Linked DNA regions of Larimichthys crocea: region 2 is linked to region 1. A link is a contact called in public Hi-C data. All regions are on one chromosome and are shown on one strand. The core of a region is the stretch at or near the end of the contact, and the rest is flanking DNA. Distances in the headings are between cores, read along the strand shown. Region 1 holds the start of lin7c (lin-7 homolog C (C. elegans)). Region 2 holds the start of slc17a6b (solute carrier family 17 member 6b).

Evidence for each region. Hi-C and Micro-C count contacts between places; a contact is called where the count stands out from the background.
Region 2: a contact with region 1 is called in a Hi-C map of muscle, with 4 times the contacts expected there. The contact joins the promoter of slc17a6b here to the promoter of lin7c in region 1. A contact is called at or near these places in 3 of 7 Hi-C or Micro-C datasets (all in muscle).

Annotation. Positions count from the first base shown.
Region 1 is chrVIII:10,832,729-10,838,986 of L_crocea_2.0, forward strand. It overlaps lin7c (lin-7 homolog C (C. elegans)), which reads right to left and starts at 3,206. Exons shown (of 6, transcript XM_027281521.1): 1 at 2,999-3,206; 2 at 1,481-1,599; 3 at 1,295-1,366; 4 at 1,005-1,214. The coding sequence starts at 3,035. bdnf (brain-derived neurotrophic factor) reads right to left here. Exons shown (of 2, transcript XM_027280979.1): 2 at 6,144-6,258.
Region 2 is chrVIII:11,185,567-11,191,824 of L_crocea_2.0, forward strand. It overlaps slc17a6b (solute carrier family 17 member 6b), which reads right to left and starts at 2,583. Exons shown (of 12, transcript XM_010731227.3): 1 at 1,807-2,583; 2 at 162-417. The coding sequence starts at 1,880. It overlaps ano5b (anoctamin 5b), which reads right to left. Exons shown (of 21, transcript XM_019260757.2): 21 at 4,729-6,258. LOC113746386 (a long non-coding RNA gene) reads left to right here. Exons shown (of 3, transcript XR_003462825.1): 3 at 96-192.

The DNA.
Region 1 (6,258 bases), core at 1,956-4,455:
ATTGGCAGTACTGAGCTTTCCCTCCGTGCACGGTTTGAGTGTCCTCACGGCCGGTCAAAGACAAAAACATTCTGCTGGTGGTCAAAACTATGGAAAGCTCTGCCTGCACCCTTACAGCTAAAGACATCACCAGGTCTGCACAGGTGTATTAACTGTTTTTATATTCATCACTTCTTTCTTGTATGTTGTAAAGAATCCAACCCTGCAGGGTTGTGCGGCAGGGTTAGAGAGCTGCTGGGCTTGTGTCTATTTGTGCTGAATGAAACGGTAATGAAACAATTAGGAAACAACTTTAAGCAGCTTTATCGATGCTTCACTCTCCATTTCTCTCAAACCAAATTAAACTTCTTTGTGTCACTATTTTTCAGCGTAAATTGTGAGTCAGACTCAGATTTAGACGCTGGGTACATGAAATAAACAAAACAACATGGTAGAGTATCAGAGTTTAGTCCATGAATACACCTGGATGGTCTCAGTTTCAGAGACATTTCAGGCTGACTGTGAAGGTTTGACCGGCCTGATCGGCGGACCCAGCGTGACGCCGGGCTACTTTTTTCCAAAAGTTGGACCTAGGTCAACTTCTCTGCAGCAGATCGCTGTGTTTTTGCAGACACCGGCACCGCTGCAGCCAAAGACTTCCCACACTCAAATTAAGTACCGGCTCCTGTTTGAATGCTCTCTTACGCCTGTGAAAAGCATTGCACAAATAGATTTTACATAAACTCCTCCCAGTGTACCTTTAAGATGTAGTTCTACCAGACGAACTACATCTGCTGCTTTGTTCTAGCTCAGTGTGCTGAAGTGTTTATTTCATCACCTGGTGGATAATGAAGCTGAGTTTACAAAAACACCAGCTTAGCCTTCATGCACTGTATTTTACTGTATGTGGAGATGCATGACTCGTCTGTTAAATGTGTACCTGCCATCAGACTTAAGTGTGTGTCATGCCAAAGCTTCAAATCTGACATTTGATTCTGATTCTGTTGTGAGTGAATTAAACGTACCACTCCATTGACAGAGAGAAGCTGGTCGCCCCTCTTCAGGCCTCCATGTCGATCAGCGATGCCTGCTGGGATGATCCGTGAGATGTATATTGGTGAGTTTTGCTCCTTTCCACCCATTATGTTGAAACCCAGGCCTTCTTCTGTCTTGGGCAGCTCCACCACACGTGGATGTGAGTGTCCCTCGCTCGCTGCGAAAGCTGCCACAGTGGCCTACAAATACACAGAGTGGTGTTAAACGTTTGCAAACACACTGTAATTACTGCATTTAACACACAGTTTAAGGGGCCTACCTTAGCTGTGGCATTGGCCCTGACCTCGGGACTGCTGTTGATGTCCACCGTTTCATACACATGTTCATAAACCTGAAGGGACATTGTTTTGTTACATTAAGTAATACATAAGATTAACTATAAAAGTCAAATAAGGACACCTCACAGGTGAGCGTTTAAAAGGACAACGTAGGCAAAGTGTCTCACTTCTCTGACAGCGTTACAGAATTCACTCTGTAAGACCCTCTGCAGCGCCTGCAGCTTCTGGGGAGGAACCTCCCCCGTCCTCTGGAGCTTATCGAGCAGTTCAACAGCACGGTTAATATCTGTCAACAAGAACACACACACCACATTTATATCTGCAAATGGAGACATTCACACGGTCAATCGATGCTTAATCAGCGCTAAAATAACACTACAAATCAAGAATTTGACTGTAAACCAACACTCAGTGTCACCCCTTAATGAATGACAACGATTAATGGTGAATCATTAAAATGTAGTTTTTATTAATAGCATTAACACCATGTCTCTGTGAGGAAGCTTGTGGTTTACGGCGCTGTTTATTTATTTACCATACATAAAGAAACTGTGAAACTATATACTAAATCAATACGGCGCCTGCCACTGGATCACACAGTGCAAAATGATATATGACACCTTCATAAAGTCAAAGGTTGGGGATCATTAGCTTGATGTTTCACAAATAAGTAATTGCCAAACAAACATGAGCAGCTGTCAAAATATATAACAACCATCTGAAATGACATCAACAAGCCACCTGCCCCCCATATTCTGCTTATACTGTGTGTAAATATAGATAGATAGATAGATAGATAGATAGATAGATAGATAGATAGATAGATAGATAGATAGATTTTATTTATCCCAAGCTGGGAAATTACAGCAGCAGCATTACACACAGTGACGACAGACAACATAAGAATAAAAATATAAAGAACAAACTGTACATAAGAAAATATCAAAAAAGCAATAGTAAATAAAATATATTGTACAAAAGTATATACAGCAAATTGGCAGTGGTGATTTGGTGCAAAGTAAGAAAGGAGAAATGTGCAGTGACTGTAAATTATGACCTGATTTTAGCTGATATTATATTTCAATAGTCAGCAGCGTCTTAATCCGCTCATGCTAATTGCCACTGTCCCCTCTATTAATTAAATAATTAGCCACAGCTGTATTCACGTGTTTTCCGAAGCCCATTATAACAAACGTGTTTTGTTTTTTTTAAAAAGCTAGATAAATGATTGTTTTCACACAGCGGGAGCTAATTGAAGCTTTTGTGGCTGAGAATGAATAAAAGTCTATTCACGTTGTTGTTGTAAATATTTCCTCCTGCTCGTCCTTGTTGGTAACTACGATGAGGCTGGTGTGACAGAAGTGTACAAAGGTTTTAATTTAACCAAACATGACAAACCAGCTCTGTTGTTGTTATTAGCCAGTTAGCTGGTGCGCAAGGAGAAACAATGCAGCCTGTAAACTCTCGTTAGTTTTGGCTCCGTGCTAACAGTGTGCACACTCAGTCAAAAGCAACACACGTTAACTATTTACAAAACATCGTTAAAGCTGCATTAACCGGCTAAATGAGACACTACGCTGTCGGAAACAACGAGCTAACGCTAGCGGAGCTAGGCTAACGTCTCCCTGCTAATCACAACAAATATTTCCGAGCTAACGCTAAAGCTAGCCGATTTTTAACTTCACCTCTTTCCAGCCGCACAGGCTCCCCGAGCGATGCCATCCTTCAAGCGGGTGGAGGTTTGGCGTTAAACGGTGGATAAGTAAAAAAAAAAAAAAAACTAAACGTGGTAATCTTGGGCTGGCGTTACGTGCGCTAAACCGAGACGATAAATCAGATTAGCAAAGTTAGCCGGGCTAGGCTAGCGGCCAGTGTCATGGTGCGTTCACGTAATCCTCGTAAAGCGGAGAAGCCTTTGGAAATCTTTTGAACAAGTGCCTCTGCTTTTAAATTGGTAATCTATCTATAACTGTGTGTTACTCTCTGTTTTTTTTACCACTATGACGTGTGCTGCTGCCTTTCTTGACCAGGTCACCTTTGTGAAAGAGGTCTTGATCTCAATGAATAATAAAATAATATTAAAAAACTCAGCGCGTTGTTTTCAGGAGGTGACGGATGTTCGTGAGCCGACAGTGAAGGCATCATCTTCAAGTATCATGAATCAGTCAGTGTTTCACTTGATTTATCTTAAAATAATGTCTAGATATGAGTATATATGATCAAATAAGACAGAAACCTCATCTATTTGTAGATAGTATTTATAGATATCATACATCAATATATCACAATATCATCTTATTGTAGTGAACAATAGAAGTTATTTCTTTTCTTCTTCTTCCTACATGTTTAGTGCCTGGGTACATATTTCCTTTCCTTATTTTTATACTTAATATATATATTATATATATAAGTTTTTTTTACTCAGTCACTTGCGGGTTACTGCATCATTCACCGTCTCCTCTCAGATCAGGGGGACTGTCACACTCTGCCCTGTGTATTGGTGACAGGGGAGCAGCCAGAACCTTCTTTGGCTTTCTGCTGACACCTGGGAGGAATGCTCTCTCTGCTGCCCTCCACTGTTTGGCTGCCATAGCTCAGCTTGACAATCTAGTACAAGGAGTCTGCAGAAACACTGCTGCTGCTGCTGCACTGCTCTCTGTGAGAGCTGAAACCTTCGAGTATGATTCACTTCTGACCACACCCCAGTTGGTGATGACATACAAAGTGTCTGTTTTTGACAGCAGATTTTAAAAAAGAAGAAAAAAAAACAACACCTTCTGTGACGTCACTGGATGAGTGCTGGTGGGGGTGGTCAGAAGCACAACACACTTGAATGTAGCACCCACATTTAATGCAATTTTTGCCCTTCTGTTAAACACAAAAGGCTCATTGATTGTGTGAAAAATGTTCAGATTTTCCCTCTTGTCTTTTGTCGTTAAGCTTTATCCACATCTCTGGCTTAAAGAAATACTACATCTCACTGTGAGATCTATTCACATGCATGATTTATGATCACAAAAGATGACACGGGCTGACTTTTTCTGCAAACATGAGCTTTATCCTGGTTTAAAGACACCCGTGATTTCAGTTACTTTGTCCTTCTACTTTAATAACTGATTAGTGGATGTCAACTTCCTATTACCTAATCTTAAAGAAAAATAGCCCGAAGCTTCAGCTCATGATGAATGGTGTTGCTCAGAATGTCTTAAATACATTGCAGATGTGTCAGTGCTCAGACATGTTAATCAGATTTTACTAAATCTTTCCAGTTCTATCTTGAGGTGGCATAACAACTGCTGTTCTATAATCAAATGACTTTGGATCATTTTACTTCTTATGTGATGTGTGTCGCAGTGACACAAAGATTGGATCATTTTCGATGTTGCATGCTTGCCATCGTTCTCAGGTGGCGGCGTAAAGACTCTCTATTTGTTCTCAGCTTCTGTATAAGAAAAGGAACTTACAGCATCTTCATCAGCCTCCTCTGGAGGATCCGAGAGAAATAGAAGAAGAAAGTGGAACATCTTTCCTCTGTGCATGTAAAAAAAAAAGGTTTTCTCTTTTCAGCTGTTTGTTCTTTCCAGATCTCAAAATGGCACATCCGGTTCTCTTCAGGAGGTGACACTTACCTTCAGGTTGACGAAGAAGAAGAAGAAGAAGTAAAATGAGGATCAAAACATCACTGAAGGTTTTGATGAAGGTTCGTAGCTTCCTTTTTATATATGGAATATGTCATATTATGGGTAAATTTGGAAGTGTTTCGTAGTTTTATTGTCATCTTGCTACGGCCTTAAACTGTGGCATCTAGGCTTGGCAAGAAAGGGGTTGTCACTATGTAATGCACTAAGTTATGATGTGCTGCAGGGAATGTTTATATGAAGCTGCACTTATCTTTTAACCCAAATACCAAACCATAACCTTCCCCTTTTGGTCACCGTGAATGTATGCTGCATTAAGAAAGGAAAAGATTTAAAGGTGGGATTACCATGCACTAATAAAACATTTTTGGATGTATATATTCAATGTACACAAACGTATGGGTGGGTGAATCCATCACTGTCAAACTCAGGCATGCTTAATGTCCATCATACCCTACTTATACTAGTCTTCTCTTGTATGTGTAGGCGCTTCTCATGTGATGTAAAGTTCATGTAATTGTGAAATATCATGTATGCAGCTGGCTGTAGACCTGTATATGTATATATGTCAAGGTCTCATATGTATCATAGTTATTGTATTCCAGTAATGTGTTGGTGTGGAGCAGGAAGGGGTTCAGGAGCATTTTTCCACATGATAGAGCTGCAAAATATGCACCCACTCTCATTATTACTGTCGCTATGTGTAACCCAATACATTCACTCCTTGGCTACTTAAAACTTTTCTTGTAGCCCGTAAAGTTTTAAAATAACTACATTCACTATTATTGAGCATCCTGGTCGTTCATGATTTTAATTTGGTCATTATTGGCAGCGTTCGTGAAGCACATGCATGTGTGTATATATGAGTGTGTGCCTGCCTTCCTCTCTCCCTTCCTTCCTTCCTGCCTGCCTGCCTGCCTGTCTGTATAATAAAGTCTATCCTGCCTGGAAATGCACTGTTGAAACTTTATCGACATTGATTTTGTTTTTCAGTTGCCTATAGTCATTTTTATTTCTTCAAATATTTCAGTTTAATATTGCAAACAACTTCACAACATACAAAATGAATAATATTAACCCAGAAACATTTTAATGAATAAGTCTTATATATATAATATATATATATAATATATAATATATATATATTAATATATATATATATATATATAGTTTTTTTTATATATATCTTGTCCTCTGGTGGGATAAAAAAATAAACAGCAAAGCTTTGACAACAGCACCTTGACATAGTATGTAATTCCAACATTACCTTGAGAAGTTTAGAACAGTAAACAGATAAATTACTTGAG
Region 2 (6,258 bases), core at 1,333-3,832, 350 kb after region 1:
TTTTATGCCCTAATATGAAAGCCAGGCCTCACACGTATAGGCCTGTCTCTATGTGGAGGAATTAATTGTCCTCCTTCTTCCACTCTTTTTCTAAGAACCTTGAGACGCTCAGCCTACGTTGTTTTTACGTCAGCAGCAGGGTTTGGGTGCAGTTGCCACACCTCTTTGATGATGATCTTGCCGTTCTGGTGGATGGTGCTGTTGTTGACCATGCCCACTATGGCCACGCCCAGGTTACACCGGATGCCGAAGGAGATGCAGAAACCCAGGCCGCTCAGGATGGCGATGATGTAGCGACGGGGCAGACCGAAACAGTTGCAGTCGCACAGCGGGGGTTTCTTCTCTGCGGCCTCCCGGGGCCGCCCATCCTCCGTCAACTCGATAACCTCACCGGTTTTCTGTCTCCTCTCCATCACCCTGTAACAACCAGGTGAGGGGACAGTGTCTTAAGTGTTCCCTCATGAAATATCATCACATGATGATTAAAACTAGAGAGATCTAAAATAGAAAATTTCTACGTAAGAAGGCCTATTTCTGTTTTCGCTGAATATTTCATTATAGGCTGAATATTTGGGTGTTTGGGGAGGTTTGTGCGCCCATCTGAGATCTCACCACAATCAACCAGCTGTATGGCTAATAATGAGGCCTCCATGCTGTGTTTTAGAGCTTCAAGATAGATGACTCCACAGACAAGAACAGATAATTCAAATCAAATCCATTCAGCTGTATTTATTTTTAAAGAAAATAACATCAGAAAAAAAATGAACACAGTTCTTCTGTGGTGCTGAAAACAGGCGAACATGTTCCTCAGTGTACCGCATTGCAGCAGCCCGCTCACTTTCACATTTCTCATTAGCATTCACGGGACCGAGCAGCAGCTCCAGCCTCCAGACACACAGACACACACGTCTGTGGGCATTCCTCAATTTTTTTTTTTTTTTGTTACCTCCCCCCCCGACAGGAATGTCACATTTACTCGCCACACACTGCAAATCCTGCATATTTAAATCCTCATGTGTGCAAACCGAATGAAAAGCAACATGTCTTATGATCAGAATAAATTAGAATAAAATAGAAATTGCAATAAGGCCTGGATTTATAGGCTTAAAAAATACACAACAACCACGTTTTTTTTCTGGAAGCCTCTGAATCCAAACTTCATCAAGCTCATCATCAATACATTTGCATTCACTTTTAATGGATATTTACTTCAGATTTTAAACCAAAAATGGATCCATAAGAAATCAATCCAAACATAGCTGAGGGTCTACAACCACACATGCTGAAACTACAAACATGAATCCTGAAATGCTTCAAAACGCACGTTGATCACGACGCGTGCGTCACTGCTTTTAAAGACAATATGAAACGCGTTTTGAATTATGAATGAATCCCCCCAAAATTTCGCGCGTGGCCTATACGTCATGTATAACCTGTCTGATAATGAGATTCACGTACAGGCCCTGCATCAGGATGGACTGAGTGTGCGAGTGTGTGTGTGTGTGTGTGTGCGCGCATGCTTTTTTTTTTATCCATCCATCCACACACACACACACACACACACACACACACACACACACACACACACACACACACACAGGCAAACATTTGATTGCATAATTTCTTCTTACTTATAGAGGCGTGACTACAGATCTCTGCAAGTTGTAAAAACATTTTTTTTTTTTGGTGTGGTGCAGACCTACACGCCACCCTCACTCGCGTGTCTCCTTAAAATGCCAATATTCACACTTAAACACGAGGATAATTGGCACGCGCCAGTCACGATGAAAAACAGCCCGTCCTTACCTGTGCATATGACCCAGGGCCTTCCCCGCAAATTCCTTCACCCCCGCCGTAGCTCTCGTCTTGACAGACTCCATATCCAGTTTCTATGTGTAGGCCTAATTTCTCGATATTATTTTACTGCTTACTCGTCATGTTACGGCGCAGGATGGCCGACCGCAGCGGCTACAAGGAAAACACGCAACAACACGCGATCAAGTTATGATAAATGTGAGTCCAGGTCGGCGAAGATCCAAAAGAACGAGCCTAATTTTCACAGTGAAATGAAGCGAAAACGCCAAAAGAAAAAAAAAAGAAAAAGAGAGAGATGGGAATCAAACGAGCTGCGCGCCTTTATTCACCACCAACTCATCTCCTGCCTGGCGTACAGTAGCCGCGCCAAGTGCCATCACGACGAAAACAAAAAGGAGTGAAACTGATAGCCAGCGTCGTAGATCGTGATGGACCCGTGTCCGCAACAACAACAACAAAAAAGAGGAGAGGAAGAGAGAGAGAGAGATGGAGAGAGAGAGGTAGAGGATGAATGGAAAAATTAAAAACGCTCAAAGTTTAGAAAGCAGAGGTGGGTGTTTGAGGTGGCTTCAATAAATCAAAGAGGGAGTGTGGCTGGATCGTGTTTCCTGTGGTGAGCGCAGGTTCATCTGACGTCGTGTTCAGCACCGAGGTCAGCGACAGCAGTTTCGCGTCCAACATCTGGCCAGCTGCTGAGCGTAAATGAAGGCCACGGTGAAAATATAACGCGCTAATGCATATATATATATATATGAGTGTGTTTCTGATGGAAATGTCATAAAACATTGGGGAGGTGTGGTGGTGGTGAAAGGGGTGGAGGGGGGTGTTTTATAGTCCAGACCGGCGCTTTACGTCGCAGACGAACGGTGTGAGATATAATGCAACTTCATTTGTATATTTTTATTTTGCGTTTTTATGCGTAAACGTGTATTAAATAATAATAATAATATGAAGAAAGGACAGTCAACTCCATGGATGAGAGCTGCAGGTCTCCCGAGGGCGGTGCTATGGAAACCAGTGTAGGGAGTGGATCCCCTCCACCCCCTCTCCGCCCAAAGAAGCTCCTCTCCTCATCGTAGGAATCCATCAATAATTTAAGCGTCTCTCATATTTTTACCCCTCCCGGACAAACACATCTTCCCACAGAGACATGAACAAAAATCTGAAAGCATTTTTTAATATTTGAAGATATCTACTAAATGTCAAAGTATATGATTTGAGCAAAATTTAGTTCAATAAAAACATTCTATAATTAATGGTGTTTATGATAAAAATAAAATGAATTTTAAATCATGATCATAATCATGATAAAACAGGAGTTTAAAATAAAGATGTTGGACAAAAGAGAGAAGAGAAAAGAGATCAGCGGCTCTTTTCATTTGTTGGTATTGAGTACCATCTGGTGGTCACTCGTGACACTGCATCTTCCTCTGTTTGAGCTAGTGCAACATTCTTCATTTAATTTATTGACCTAAATGATGTTTTATATAATATTTTCTTTGTCTTCAAGTCCTAAAGTGCAGTAATTATTGTTTATTCATCCGACGTTTGAGCTTCTCTGTACAGTTTAACACAAGAAGGCTGTTTTCACACTGTTGAAGAAGGAAAGTGTCCCTGTGTGGGGCAAAGATGATATTGTGACATTCAGTTGTGGTCCAGTATACAACTTACACAAATGTTGTTTTGGAAATACTGAGAATGGACATTTCAGTGACACTGACATCTTGTGTTCAGGGTTGAGGAAACTCCAGTGAGAGATGAACACATAAAGTTACGCCAATATTGTCTTTGATTCATTAAACAGAGGAAGAATAAAATCAGGTTAAGAAGACAATATGATGATACAACTCCAATATTTAGGAATATCATTACAAAGAATACAACTCAGAGAAAACCAAGTCACAAGTATTTCAGCCGAAAGGTCAGAGATCCTCACACACACAAAGTGATTCAAAGAGAAGTAAAAGTATCATACATTTATATTCTCCCTGCCCTGTGGCTGACATGATCTGAAACCTTTAACTTGGTTACAAAAAAATAAAGTTTAGTTGTTTTTCACCCTGAAATGTGAGTCTTCTTGAAGGTTATCTCAAGAACTATTCCTACATAGTTTGTTACCCAACTCACAACAGGCATTTGTAGCAAGTCATGGATGCGAGACGGAAAGCTGCAAACTGCTGTCACAAAATACACAAAGCATAACAAAATACAATTCAGTTAAGGTTAACAGTGCAGTGGATATATTTTGTCAGCATTTTTTGATGATGTACATTTAAGAATTTGCAAGTAGAGTTATTAGACATCATTTATTATTTATTATGATTATTATTATTATTATTATTATTATTATTATTATTATTATTATTATTTTTTTTATATGTCTTACATGTCCAGAGATCTTCAGACTGGGGGAAGGTTTACAGTAAATGGCTTTTTCTTGACCTTGCCTGTCACATCTGTTTTACCTTCTCTGGCAGGTGAACAAGAGGCAGCAGGGAATGGGTAGGAAGGCAGACAATCCCAACAGGCAGGAACAGTTTAGTGATTTATTGAAAGCAGATGTGGCTGATAATCCACAGGTGAGCAGGAATGGGACAGATACGCTGTACAGGCAGGCAGGCAGGCAGGCAGGCAGGCAGGCACAGATATGGGCTCAGGTACAGGGTACACATGAAGCAACAACAACAATCTGGCCATTGACTTAGAAAACAGGTTAGAGAGATTGGGGAATGAAATAAAGGTGAGGAGGAGGACGAGGGAATGTGTTGACCAGGACTGAGAAAGATTGAGGTGGGAAAGGAGTTAGAAATGGGTAAGAAGAAAGAAACACAACTAAGGTAGACAGCGAGACATACTGCACCTTTGTTACTTGTCTTTGAGCTGTTGCATAGGCAATGAGCGAATAAAACAGACTGAAACTAGTTATTTCTGATTTATTGTGAATATTAACAGCTTTACTGCATTTCTGCACATTAGGCTACAGTGATCTTAGAACATAACTGGCCAAATATTTACATCACAGAAATTCATGCACATCAAACCTGACAAAACAGCTACTTTACAATGACTAGCAGCAGCGACAAATGATATGAGACAGGTTTTGAGTTCAGATAGGAAACGTCATTACAAAATCATACAAAAACAAGTAAACACAGACATTTAAGGCAATTGTTAGTCAGGAAATACTTCATGCACCTTGCAGGATCATGCTCGAACATCATACACACATCTGACATCTGTATGAATGTAACAAGTGATGGTCAACAAACATTCAAAGGTGTTTAATCCTGAGATCGGAGTAAGCAAGGCTTAGTTTTGGACTGTCTAATAGAAGTTGCTGATAGGTGGAATCACATCTGGATCATTTATAGAGGAAATTACAGATTTGATATAAACACATAAATCTAAATGCATGTTAAGCTTTATGAAGATTTAAAAAAAAAAGACATACTGTCTCTGATAAATGATTTATTTACTGTGAAGTAATCCCATCTCCCTCAGAATGTGTTACTTGTCTGGTCCCTTGACAAAATAGTAATTCATAGCATAAAAAGTACACAAAGAACGGAGCTAACACTGCTTGATGGTTGTTTATGAGGTGATTAATAATACAAAATAAGAAAAAAAGGAAAGGAGTTATAAGTAAACTGATCTTAAAAAGATTATGAAGTAACTATCACAAATGCTTCAGGCTACAAAGCGGAAGCAGATCAATAAATTAATTGCACTACAACCCATTTAAATAGATATCACATTCTTTATATCTACAGCAAAACTCACCACTAACCAGCTACAGAGTAATTATTTTCACTCAGATCATCGCTCACATGTATCCCCACCGGGGTACAAGCAGTTCTTCTTTCTCTGTAATGAAGCTTATAATTGTTGACTATAATGCCTACACTGAATAGAGACACCAATAATGTGAAATCTGAAACCAAATATAGGCCATTTATTATCCATGAGTAACACAAGGAGGAGCAAAGCCAACACACACGATCAGCCCGAACTCTCTCAAGCAAATTGATTGTATTAAAACAGAAGATCTACCGAGAGATCTAACAACATTTTCTTCATGTAGTCACTTCTTTTGATAGAAATCTTATAATTGGTCCCGCAGCAAGTTGGAAAAATTCATTTGGAAGAGGAGACATGAGCCTGCAGATTCGGTCTCAACATATCACAGTTGCAGTCAGGCTGGAATGGATGGAATAACACCACACGTCTCATCTGACTGCAGCATGATGATGGAGGTACTTGGTTCTCAAATGCACAGTTTCTCCAAACACAACACACTAAACTGCCAATATTATAGCCCAGCTATAGATCAATGGAAGTAAACATATGTATAGATGTGTTTCATATTTGATATATTTAAATTTTCTGGAGAAAATTTGAGTGTTTTCTACATTCATAGTTAAAGACAGAAAGGGGATATGTGAT